Regions from separate parts of the Mus musculus genome. Here all the other regions are linked to region 2. A link is a contact called in public ChIA-PET data. All regions are on one chromosome and are shown on one strand. The core of a region is the stretch at or near the end of the contact, and the rest is flanking DNA. Distances in the headings are between cores, read along the strand shown.

Region 1 (4,001 bases), core at 478-2,977, 250 kb after region 2:
ATTGCCACTGCCTATGGTCACACATGTGCGCGTGTGCGCGTGCCGCGCGCGCGCACACACACACACACACACACACAATGTAGTGACACACAAAACTGTTAAACTAAAAGCAGGTGCTGTTCCTCCCGTCTCAGTTCCAGAATGGTATGCAGCAGCACACACACAGCTGGTGCTATATTGGTTTGATTTTTGTTTTGTTTTGAACAGAACACACTAAACACACCGAGGGTCTGAGACAATGTAGGCTTTTGTGACTGTGTGAAGCGCTACTCCTAACAAGATCTGTAGACACTGGCCCTAAACTCACAGAGACCCTGAGTGCTGTGACTAAAGGCATGGGCCGCCACCACCCAGTGGGACTTTTGTTTTTTGTTTTTTTGTTTTTTTATTTATTTAGTTTTTATTTTGTTCAAGGTAGGGTTTCCCTGTGTAGCCTTGGCTGTCCTAGAATTCACTCTGTGAATCAGACTGGCCTTGAACTCAAAGATCCATCTGCCGCCTGAATGCTGGGATTAAAGACGTGCATCATTTTCTCTATACATTTCTAAAATGAAAAAATAAAGTTGATCTATTCTTCTTCCCCCACTCCTCCATTCATTCATTCATTCATTCATTCATTCACTTATTCACTCATTTTGAGTTCTAGCAATGGGACCCAGGGCCCACACACAGTTACAGGTCAGGTCTATCACTGAGCTATATCCCAGCCCCAGGTGAGTCACTTCTCAACGGGGATCAGTTCTAGATCGAAAAACTTATCTAAACTATACCATATTAACATTGTGTCTCTCAAGAGTGATTTGCAGTCTGTAGAGTGCACTCAACTATGCGTTTTTGAATGTCCCTGCTTTCAGGAGAGCACTCTGCTAGAAAGGTTCTAACTGCCCCAAGACCTTGACAGTGCAAACGCAGTGTTAAAGCGGATTGCATTCTGTCTGCACCCATGACACTTGTAAACCATACTATGATTATGCTGAAGAAATGCACTACAAACCCCACAGAAGCCTCGCACTGCTGGACAGACAGGTCTCAATCCATGCCAAATCAGAAAATCACGGGACAGCTTCTCTGAAATCTCGCTTGAGAAAAGGTCCATTGTAAAATCTCCAAAGGTCCTGAAAGGCTTTGAGGAGCCAGGAGAAGCAGTGTTCCCACCCATTGGGAGGCCCCCAGTGGCAGCAACTGTGGAGAGGTTAGGAGAATTCTGTGAGCTAGGGGCTTCCCAGGGCGACCACCCCCAGCTCCTCTTTCCTTTTCACAAAACAGAAGTGGGGATTTCGTCTTTGCTGAACAGCCTTTAGGACTTTCCCAGCCTCCCAAGGAGAAGATGCAAAGTGGGGGTCCCCACTTTTAAGGACCCCTGAAGCTCCCCTAGGACTTGACCCTGGTGAAGTGTTTGTAAAGATGCTGCCCCATCTGCATTTCACCCATTAAGCCATCCTGACTAAAGTTAGGGCGTGGTACTACACTAGGCAGCTTCAGAACCTTCTAGATGACATTTAAACAGTTCCGATGGAGAACAACAGCTTCAGGCTGTATATCGATAAGCGCAGGCCTGTGCACTGTGCTTAAAATGGTTGGGAGGGGTTTGGGGTGGGCATGAAGGCCGGAGCTCGGGACCCTTTCACCCTCCTGTACTGTACCTGGCCTTCAGTACTGCCTCCCGCATCCCTTTCCACACCACCACCTCTTACTTTCTGTTTCACTTTTCTTCTTTCCACCTCTTCTGCAGCAGAGAGCAGATTACAGGAAGTAGGAGACAATCGAGTTAAACTAGGTAACTGAACTGTGAGCAGAGCTCAGAGGTGGAGCGCTGGCTTAGAGCCTGTGAGGCCCTGGGTTTGATCTCAGCTCAGAGAAGTGACAGCCTTTTCCAGGGCATAACCCACTATACTCCAGAACAAGCCAGTAGAAGTAGGCTTTACCTCACCAAGGGCAACATGGATTGGCACAGACCCTTTACGTGCCGTGCCCATGCTTAGAAACTATGAGATCTGTTGAAATGGGAGAGGGAGAAATAGAAAGACTTGCTTGTTGACACCCAGAGATATCCATGTCCCTGTGTCATCGGAAAGTGGAATTCTTCTTTTATGCCAAGTACCGGTTGTCCTGTCTCTGGGGGAAAAAATGTCATACCCTGGGCAAGCATGGAGAGAGAGAAAAAAAGTAATTCAGGAGCAGGCAGGCATCCAAGCATCCGACTGAGTATACAGCAGGAGCCGATCTGTGTGAGCTGTGTGTGGTTAAATCAGTCAGGCCTGAGTGAGTCATCTGATACTCTCAGGATGTCTCAGCAGAGAAGCCGCACCAAGCAATGCAGCTTAGGGATCAGACAGCAAAAGTCCCTTTATCATTGAAACCTCCTGACCTCAAAGTCAGTCTTCTGTGTTTACATTCTTTGGGGAAGTCACCTCAGAAGACATAAAGAGGCTTTTGAGCTTGTAGCTTAGCAATTTTCACAAGGATCCAGAACCACCTTTTTCAGTGGCCAATTTAAATGTCTTATTAAACCAGCCTTTGAGCCCAGATCACTTATTAAATATTTGACCCAGGAATCTAAGCCTGAAAAACTAACAACATTAAAAATGACATACAAATAATATGGGAGATGCAGGTATGTTGCTATCTAGGCTGAGAGCATCTAAGCTATAAATTTCAAAACCTTCTTGACTGAAAAAGGAGAGTGCCAGGTAAGTCCATTTGTCCTGAGTCCCACGGTGGGACCAGACCGTGGTTGGCATGGCCCAGAATGAGAAGAGTCCAGGCAAGCAGGAGCTGCAAACTCACCAAACTCTTCTACACTTGACCGTTTGAAACAGAAACAGCAGCAACCAGAAGACCATTTTTTAAAGATGGTCTTTTTGTGGTAAAAATAATTTGAGGTAATGCTCTTCTTAGAAGTTTGGAAGGAATCTGTTGACACATAGCTCCAACAAACTATAAACACCCCCAACCTTTTGTTAGGAATGTATACCGCCAGCAGTAAAGCATGGGGCTTATTGAGATATGAGGAATGCTCCTATAACAGCAAGGAGTACCCACAGGGATGCTTCCAGCATCTGACTAGGGCTCGCATGTGCTGCTGGCTAGGCGTGACAATGGCATCGAGGGTGAAGGTCTTCTGTGTGCGCAGGTCTAGCTCAGGGACAGTATGTTCACTAGTTCACTGATGAGCCTGAGAACAGGCAGAGAGCTGCTGTGATGGGTCAATCAGGGCCTTTTGTGTGCGCCTTTGTTCTCTCTCTCACCAGTGTCTCTCTCACCAGTGTCTCTCTCACCAGCATGTTTATCACCAGTGTTTCTATCACCAGTGTTTCTATCACCAGTGTTTCTATCACTAGTGTGTGCATTTCTATCACCAGTGTGTTTATCATATGGTCTCATAGGAAACTCACCAGCAAAGGTGGGCATGGTAGCTCACACCTAAAATCCCAGTACCGAGAAGTTTGAGGCTGGCTTTAGCTACATATGAGATCTTGTCTAAGAACCAAAATGAGGAAGGGAGAGAGGGAAAGAGGGGGAGGGGAGGGAGAGAGTGGGGAGGGATGAGAGAGGGGGAGTGAGGAGGAGGGGAAGGGAGAGGAGGGGGGGGAGAGGGGGGAGAGGGCTTGCTTCACCTCCCACTGCTGGGCTGGCAGGAGAGTGCCAGCATCCCGGATGAGTCAGTTGGTTTTATTCCAATGCTCTCCAGCACCTTGTACTACTTTATAACTTTGTGAAAGTGAATGGAGACAAATTAAATAAACAAATATGCAGTGCTTTATAAGAGAATAAATATCTTTATAAGTGTGTGAAAGCCACAGTTTCTTAGGAGTTTGAATAATAAGAGAGAAAAACCCCATTGATTTGGACTTTCTCAAGGCATTTTAAATGTGTGCTCTTCAGGACACTAAGAAAACCAAAAGCAATTTAGGAACTGAAGAACATACTTAGAGTGCAATCATCTATTGAAGGACGTGTGTTAACAATATATAAAGAGTTTTCTTGGGCAGGAGAGAGTC
Region 2 (3,751 bases), core at 418-2,917:
AATTACAGAGTAGGCAGAAGATGAGCTGATTGGAGCATTCGGGCATGAGCTTGTGGAAAAACAAATGGACACTTTATCTAAAGTGGCCCCCAACAGAAGGCTTACTTCTGCTACTCTAAGAGTAACTATCCATTCACCATTCCCCTCCCTTACAAAATGACAAAGTCCTAAGGGGTCTCCGTCAAAGCAGATGCAGATTGCTTGAGGGAAGGGTTAGACTGATGTGTATCTGCCCGGATAACTCACACGAGGCTTGAAATAAGGTAACTGAGTATTGATATCAGCTTCCCAATAGTTCTTGACTAAGCATAACACACCATCAGACACTGGCTGTCCTGGATGCTAAGGGCATATGTTGGCTTATTGGTGGGGTCATCACATCACACCAGGATATTGCTGTCTTTAACAAGGACAAAGAAATCTTCACATTTTTGTTGGTTTGTTTGTTTGATCTCTTGCCTACAATAGAGAAATAATCCCAGTATTTTTCTTCTTACCATATATACTCTTAACAGGCTTAGTCTCAGCTAGAAAGATCTTTCAGAATCCAAGACACCTTGCCCAGTGATAGCTCCCCTGGACAATGTAGAGGAAATAGCAGAAAGAGTCCCAGAGACCAAGGACTCGTTTTCAGAGCTAAGTCAAAGGTCAAGGGTGAGGACTGTAGCATCAGACTCCTCCTGCCACTAGGATCCCACAGCCAGAACTCCCTGGCCTCATCCAGGGAAGTGCCCAGTGGCAAGTCACTGCACTGAGAAAGCTCGGGGTTATCATATCAGTTATGTTTCTTCATGGCCTCCCTCAGTTCCTATGAGGCTGGCCAGTCAGTCATAGGTCATTCTCTCTATAAGCCCTGTTGCCTGGCAACACAGCTCACATCTATTTCTATCAGGTTTCCAGGCAAACAGGCTAGTATACTAAGCCAAGGTCCTTTCATTTGTTTTCTTTAAGAAGGAAACACATTTTGTTCCCCCTTTCCTGACATATCCCTGGTACATCTTAAAGTCAGTACCCATGAGACTTCATGGTAGCCAGTTCCTTTCTCACTGCCCAGCCACCATATGTTGCCTGCCTTGTTATCATGGTCATTCTCACAAGTTTTTGCACAGCTTCTATCCCCAGCTCCAGAGCATGACAATTGGATAACTGTCAGAGTTTATACACAGTTTGCCTCCAATCTCTCCTAAACACATCTGCTTTGCAGACCCAGATAATTGCTCATCATTGTTTGTTCAGCCCCGGAGCATCCTTCTAATGATGGTATCTAACCAACCACAGGCCTGGAACTTAAAAGGCAAAACAGAGCAAAACCACCTTTGGATCTCACTTCTGAGAAATTACATATTAACCCCTAGAATTAACTGATGGGTCCCTCTGTTTAATGCCGTGGTGCCGTTGAGGATCCTGCTGAACCTCGAGCTGCCCCATGCCCACAGTGCCTACTTACCATGAGCTGCCTGCCGCAGAGAAGCAACAATGTCCTATCCCAGCTGTTTCTCCAGAGCCAGAGATATCCATCTTAGTTGGCAATTAGACCCCCAGTTGCCAGCTCAAACACCAATGATTGTACTGGGCTGAGTTTCAAGACCCTAGCATCACTGAGGGAAACAAAGGGGAAGGCTCGGAGGCGGTTGCTGGGGACTCAGCTTTTGCTGACACACGAGTGCCTGGAGGAAGTGGCTATTGCAGGTTTTCTGTGATCTAGTTCCAGCATAAGGCACTGCCTTCCTGCAGCAGGAAATGGTAATAGCCCACTGTGGAAACCAGCCAAAGACTCAAAGAGAGTTTGACTGAATCAAGTCCAGGCTCCAAAACGTTCTAAGTGATAAAATGCATGAATCTTTGGGAAACCAAAAGGATTTCTCAAATCAAGGCTATAAAAGCTAAACCAAAGAGTTTAATGTAAAAAATACAATTTTTCCATAGGATTTCTATGTGCAATTTCAACTATACTGATCCACAGTTGGGCACTTGTTTGGAGATTATTCTATTTGATTTTCCGCTGATGGTATAAAACCCTGACTAAACCCATGTGGATGGGGCGAGTGTTTCAGCTTACAGTTTTATATTCCATCAAGAGGGACTCAAGGTGGCTGCCTGGAGGCAGGACGGAAGCAAAACCCACAAAGGAGTACTCATTACTGACTTGCTCTCCTGGGCTTGTTCTGCTAAAGTTCTTACAGCTCAGGTCCTCCTGCCTAGGGATGGCACCACCCACAGTGCGCTAGGCCCTCCCATATCAATAGAAATGATAATATGTTTCACAGACATGATACTCTGGTGGAGAGGGTTAGTCAACAATAACTAGCCAGCAGAGAGGGCCAAGCACAGCTATTCGTATACCCTTGAAGAGCAGACTTATGCTGGGGAAGGCTATCAAGCACACAGCTTCAGAAGAGGTGAACATGGAGCAGCAAGGGAAGGGCTAGACCCCTGCCTAGCCAGCCAGATCAGTCAAATCAACCCTGCGATCAGTGAGGTGACAGATGTCACAGCCAGATAACTCAGAGCCAAACACTACACATGCTTTTAAATGGCGGGGAGCCACCAGAGACTTGCAGTATAAAAGTTCTGGACCCGTGTCAACCCCTCTGTGCTCTGAGGAGGCCTTGCTCTCCTGTCTTCCCTGAGATGTCGGGCATTTGTAATGAGATCATAAAGAACTGACCGGTCCAAGGGTCCAGAAGGACAGTGAAAGGAGCGGGGCCGTTTAGTTAGACACCCACTGCTGTGACAAATGACTGAGAAAAGCTACTTAGAGCCCAAGAGATTTCCTTTGTAGCATGATTTCAGAGGGTTCAGCCTGGGCCCCACTGCCTCCTGGCCTGTGGTAAGGCAGCAGGATGGGGTAGACGAGGAGGGTCAGATTATCTGACTGCAGCCTGTAGGGTGACACTGCCTTCACTTATGTATTGTCCCGTGTAGCAGGCCCTGTGGCAGACACAGCCAGAAGCAGGCTTTACTGGGGCATCTTTTAGTCCAGTCAAGATTACCCATCAGGCCAGGCAGTGGTGCATACCTTTAATCCCAGGAAGAGGCAGGTGGAGCAGAGCTAGATGCCAGCCTGTCTACACGATGAGTTCTAAGACAGCCAGGAGTACCTGGAGAAACCCTGTCTTACCTGTCTCAAAACAAAACAAACAAGACTTAAACATCACCGGGGACAACTTACAGACCAAAACCGTGAGAGCATTTGAAGCTCAGAAAACATTAGCTGATATCCAGTATGCTCTTTCCAGTTCTCATTTCTCTGCAGCAAAATAAACAAATAAACAAGCCAATAAACATCCAAATCAATATTTTACAACATAATAGCTCCCCTTTCCTTCTCTGTTTTGTGTCAGAGCAGCCTGACACCCATAGAAACCCCGGTTAGGGTCCCTGGAATGAAGCCATGTTTCTCTGAGAAAATTAAATGGAAAAAGCTAAGCAATGAGACAGAAAGATTCCCAGGATGCGATATTGCACATGTATGTACACACACACAAAGACACACAGACACACCAAAGTATGCACAATGTCCATGTATGTGAATATATATACCAAGGATAGACATGGCTATAGGTCAGGCTTCTGCCTGAGTTCTGAAGAGCAAACAGGAAGTCTTGGCTCTGTCTTCACCTGGAGGCAGCCCCAAGTGTGTTTATCACATGACATCACGTGCCAACTTGTAGTGTTTGCTTACCACAAGCGTGTGCTGCTTCTTTTCCTAATTGTAAACACAGGAGAGAAAAGTTAAACCCCACCACCA
Region 3 (3,897 bases), core at 790-3,289, 150 kb before region 2:
GTGACACTAAAGCCAGTGGTTTCCCTCTCAGAATCAGGCTCGAGCTTAAAAAAAGATTAAAAGGCAAAAGGGAGGTGAGGGGCCACACACGGGAGATGACTCAGTGACTAAGGACACACTCCACAAGTGTGAGCCACCAAGAGTTTGAATCTTAGCACTTGGATAAAGGCTGGATACATATACAGATACGCCCCTCTGACCTTAGCTGGTGAGAGAGGGAGGTAGGAAGATCACTGTAGAGTGCTGTCTGCCAGCCTAGCTTCAGGTTCAGTGAGAGACCCCTTTGTAAGGGAGCAGAGTATAGAGAACTGATGGATACCTAACAGCTTCCTCTGCCCTCCACATGTGTATGCAGGTGTGTGCACACTGTGCAATACACCACACCCTCACATGCAGACAGGCAGACAGGCAGGCAGGCAGGCAGACAGACAGACACAAAAGCAAAAGCCTTTTTTGTTTTTAAAAACATTCACCTGTTTTCTTGGTGTTTGCTCCTTAAATTACAAAGTTAGTATATATGGTTAGTACCTCTACGTAGGAGACATAAGAAGAGGTTGTCTCTCATCAGTAATTAGGAGTGTTGTACTTCAGCTACTCTGAGAATGAAAATACACAAATCAGGACTGACCGCTTATAGCTAAACTAGCTCATGTATTTTCTGCTCTAAATGTTGGTGTATCAGCAGGCCAGGTCTTTTTATTGCATGATTAATTGGAGATATAGAAGTAACAGTTGTACTGGGCTGCCCATGGCCTCTATATTTAAAATCTGTGTTTCCTTCTCATTGTTTTGTTTGTTTGTTTGTTTGTTTTTAATAAAGTAAAACCTGGCATCCCTCACTGGAGAAGTGTTGCCTTACATGATGAACCAAGTTCTTGGCTGACACAAGAGACTTTGAGGGATTTCTGTCTCATTCATCTTTTGTATGACAAACCACACAGCACTGGCAAACTAGTTGATAAACCACCAGAGTGTGACACCTGGGTTGTCCTCTGCTCTCTGGGCAGGAGGAAACCAGGCCAATGCATCACTAAGGAACGGGTTTCATGGCTTGTCACTGGCATGTGTAGTGTCTTGGGCTCAGAGCTCAGCACTAGTCTCCCTTGTGTTGCCATCTCTGAGAGTGGAGGAATGTTTCTATGTTGGCATTCCAGTGCTTGCTGTGTGGATGAGCCCAGTTGGGCTGAGCAGATATGACTTCCTTTGCTCTCGAGTGAAACATACCAGTTTGAAAGTGTGCTTGATTGCTTAGCAAAGCTGTAGCATTCGGTTTCTCAGTTCTTGATGTTCGGGGACCTGTGCAAAGCTGAGAAACCATTGCTTTGTGTATACACGGTGTCCAACAGATGCCACACCTACAGTGACCCAGTATCTGCAGTGAAGGATGTTCCTGTCAGCCCTATTCTGTATCAGGCCAGTCAGCGTCAGGCAGAGTCCTTTCCTTCTCCTGTGTTGGTAGTTGGGCATGGGGTTTTCTCTTCACATTATTAAAACTCCCATCTGCTTTTACTTAGCCTCGGAAGACCCAGTCTTCCTGGGAGAGGGAAGGGTGCATTTTCCTAAAAACAGAAGTGGTAAACATTTGATGTTCAAATGTTTGTTGTCTTTTTACTTCCCAAGCCCTGAGCTATTTAACGATATTAATCTTATTGCTTGTAATTAACCTACATAAGAAAACAACACAAATGTTCTCAGTTCCTCTGCAGTAGGCTTCAAGAACAGTAGGACTCTTCAGTTTCTCTGATGCCTACGAGGTGCATCCTGGAGATGCTGTGTGCCCTGGCAGAGCTAAGTGTGCTGCTTGCAGTACTGACCAAAGTCAACCCTAGATCCCAGAGAAAAGAGCTTTTTGAGCATATTAAATGTCATCTTCTTCATCCCCTTTATTTAAAAGATGGGAAAACCTGGTGTGAATGAAGGCTAAATTTAGATTAGAATAATAGACTCAAATGTTTTTTCAAATGTTACCACACTGTGCATGACTTCCTGTGCTGATATGCACAGAGCTTCCCTTCTTGTTAGGACGGAAAAGCTGCTGCTCTGTGCCTCTGCCCAGGAAACCTGCCACCTATCACCTAACTTGTGGTCTTTCTCCACTGAGGAGGACACTTCTCTGTAGTCAGAATGCAACAGTGCTGTTTGATGGTGGCAGTGATGATGGCAAAGTCAAGCAAAGGTGGACGGAGTCACAGGCTGAAGCCTAGTGTGGTAAGCGGCCACATGTAGGTGCCTGCGAGCTGGGTGAATCCTCTGGCAGGGCTGAACAGTTACAAATGAAAGCAAGCCTGTTGCCATGTCTGTCTGGCCGTGAGGAAAACCCAGCACTGTTGCTCTTGTCAGATTTAAATTTGTGTTTTGGAATGTGTGATGCTTAATCTAAAGAATGACCTCCTCACCCCCGGAAAAACAGGAAGTTTGATGTAAGATTGCATCTCCTTAAAGTGTCTGAGATGCTGCTATACCCATGAAGTCTCTCTGACATGGCCGTCTAAACATGAATTGAACAAGACACTACCACTAGACATGCTAACGTAAGTGGGGAAGGGGTCGCTCTTGAGGCCTCGAAAGGACTATGGGCAACTAAGGAAACTGTGAGTGGGGGAAATGGTCTGACTCAGGGACGAGCACTCCGGTCCATACCAAACGGTCATCCCTGAGCACACATGTACAAGTGATGTTATACGGACTGAGCAAGTTGAGCTTATATATTTAAAACATGGACACATATATGTGTAATTAACAAAGAAAAAGACTCCACGAGCATTCAGGAAAAAACAAAACAGTGAGAAAGATGGGGTCAAGTCTTGACTCTCCAGGACTTGTTTTTTTTTCTGTAAAGTCAAATCTCTACAGATAATGTTTCCCATGACTTACATCGTGTCAGGCTTGGCGTCTCTGTGACGGCCTCAGTGCCTTGGCACCTGCAGCGGAATTGTGGCAGGGGGCTCCTGACTGCTGAAGGCTGCAGTGCAGTATCATTGGGAGCGGGCCCTTTGTCACTCCGCCTTACATTGCTTCATAACTTTCTGGTATGTTGAGGGCCTTGAAACCCTAACAGTTAGACATTAGAGGCAAAGACAGACCCTCCAATAAAAAGATGGGTTAAGCTCTACTTATTATATATTATTGGTAAAACCAGAAAGACATCCTCCATTTCTGTTCCTTATTTTGTGTTTATCACTTAGAACAGTTAGGCTTGTGTACAAATGAGACACCAGAATTTGTCCCTAGCTCCAGTCTGGAGAGAAAGCAGCATTCATTTGAAAGTCTAGATTTGTAAAGTAAATTTAGCTCTGAAATGGCTCAGCATTTAAAACTGCAGCATAGCACAGTGTTGAAATTATTTCTTGTGCTAGGCGTGGTGGTGCACGCCTTTAATCCCAGCACTTGGGAGGCAGAGGCAGGAGGATTTCTGAGTTCGAGGCCAGCCTGGTCTACAAAGTGAGCTCCAGGACAGCCAGGGCTACACAGAGAAACCCTGTCTCGGGAGGGGGAAAAAAAAAGAAATTATTCCTTGAAACTTTTTGATAGGAATTACTAGATAGCATCTGACAATTGGAAAGGTCCCAGCATACACTAATTAGCTTTCTCATTGTTGTGACAAAATACTCGGAATGAATAATCTTGGCGAGAAAAGAAGTGACTTAACTCGTGCTTTGGGATGGCTCAGTCCCACTGCACACTGGGACAGAGCTTGCTGGTGGAAGACGAGTGTCTTCGTCGTGGCTTGACGCAGATGGAAAGGGGGAGGAGGAGCCGGGACAAGGCAGGGTTTCCAAGCCCCTCTGTATAGTGACTCACTCACGACAGGCTCCCATCTCCAAATGTTTCCAGGATGTCCCAAAGTAATACCATTAGTTAGTAGGCCATTCAATAAACCCTGTCTCGACCCCCCCT

What was found. ChIA-PET counts read pairs in DNA pulled down with a chosen protein or histone mark.
Region 1: an RNA polymerase II ChIA-PET map of memory CD8 T cells shows a contact between it and region 2, with 24 read pairs. The contact joins the enhancer-like site here to the promoter of C030034L19Rik in region 2. A contact is called at or near these places in 1 of 484 Hi-C or Micro-C datasets (regulatory T cells), 2 of 115 datasets of contacts at active chromatin or transcription factors (CD8 T cells and memory CD8 T cells) and 1 of 9 other capture datasets (macrophages).
Region 3: an RNA polymerase II ChIA-PET map of memory CD8 T cells shows a contact between it and region 2, with 47 read pairs. The contact joins the enhancer-like site here to the promoter of C030034L19Rik in region 2. A contact is called at or near these places in 2 of 39 promoter capture datasets (the C10 cell line and macrophages), 4 of 484 Hi-C or Micro-C datasets (CD4 T cells, bone marrow-derived macrophages, embryonic stem cells and 1 more), 1 of 115 datasets of contacts at active chromatin or transcription factors (memory CD8 T cells) and 1 of 9 other capture datasets (embryonic stem cells).

Annotation. Positions count from the first base shown.
Region 1 is chr3:9,152,112-9,156,112 of GRCm38.p6, reverse strand. No RefSeq gene overlaps it. Among named protein-coding and RNA genes, the nearest start is that of Gm41996, 21 kb to the left of the region's middle. Within about 2 kb of position 1,727, at least 158 of the 459 cell types and tissues checked have an H3K27ac peak or open chromatin away from gene starts, as enhancers often do. A contact at or near this core is called in CD8 T cells, memory CD8 T cells and regulatory T cells, where this site is marked.
Region 2 is chr3:9,400,936-9,404,686 of GRCm38.p6, reverse strand. It overlaps C030034L19Rik (RIKEN cDNA C030034L19 gene), which reads right to left and starts at 1,667. Exons shown (of 4, transcript NR_160691.1): 1 at 1,448-1,667.
Region 3 is chr3:9,548,228-9,552,124 of GRCm38.p6, reverse strand. All of the region lies in intron 2 of Zfp704 (zinc finger protein 704), which reads left to right. Among named protein-coding and RNA genes, the nearest start is that of Zfp704, 60 kb to the left of the region's middle. Within about 2 kb of position 2,039, at least 52 of the 459 cell types and tissues checked have an H3K27ac peak or open chromatin away from gene starts, as enhancers often do. A contact at or near this core is called in bone marrow-derived macrophages and memory CD8 T cells, where this site is marked.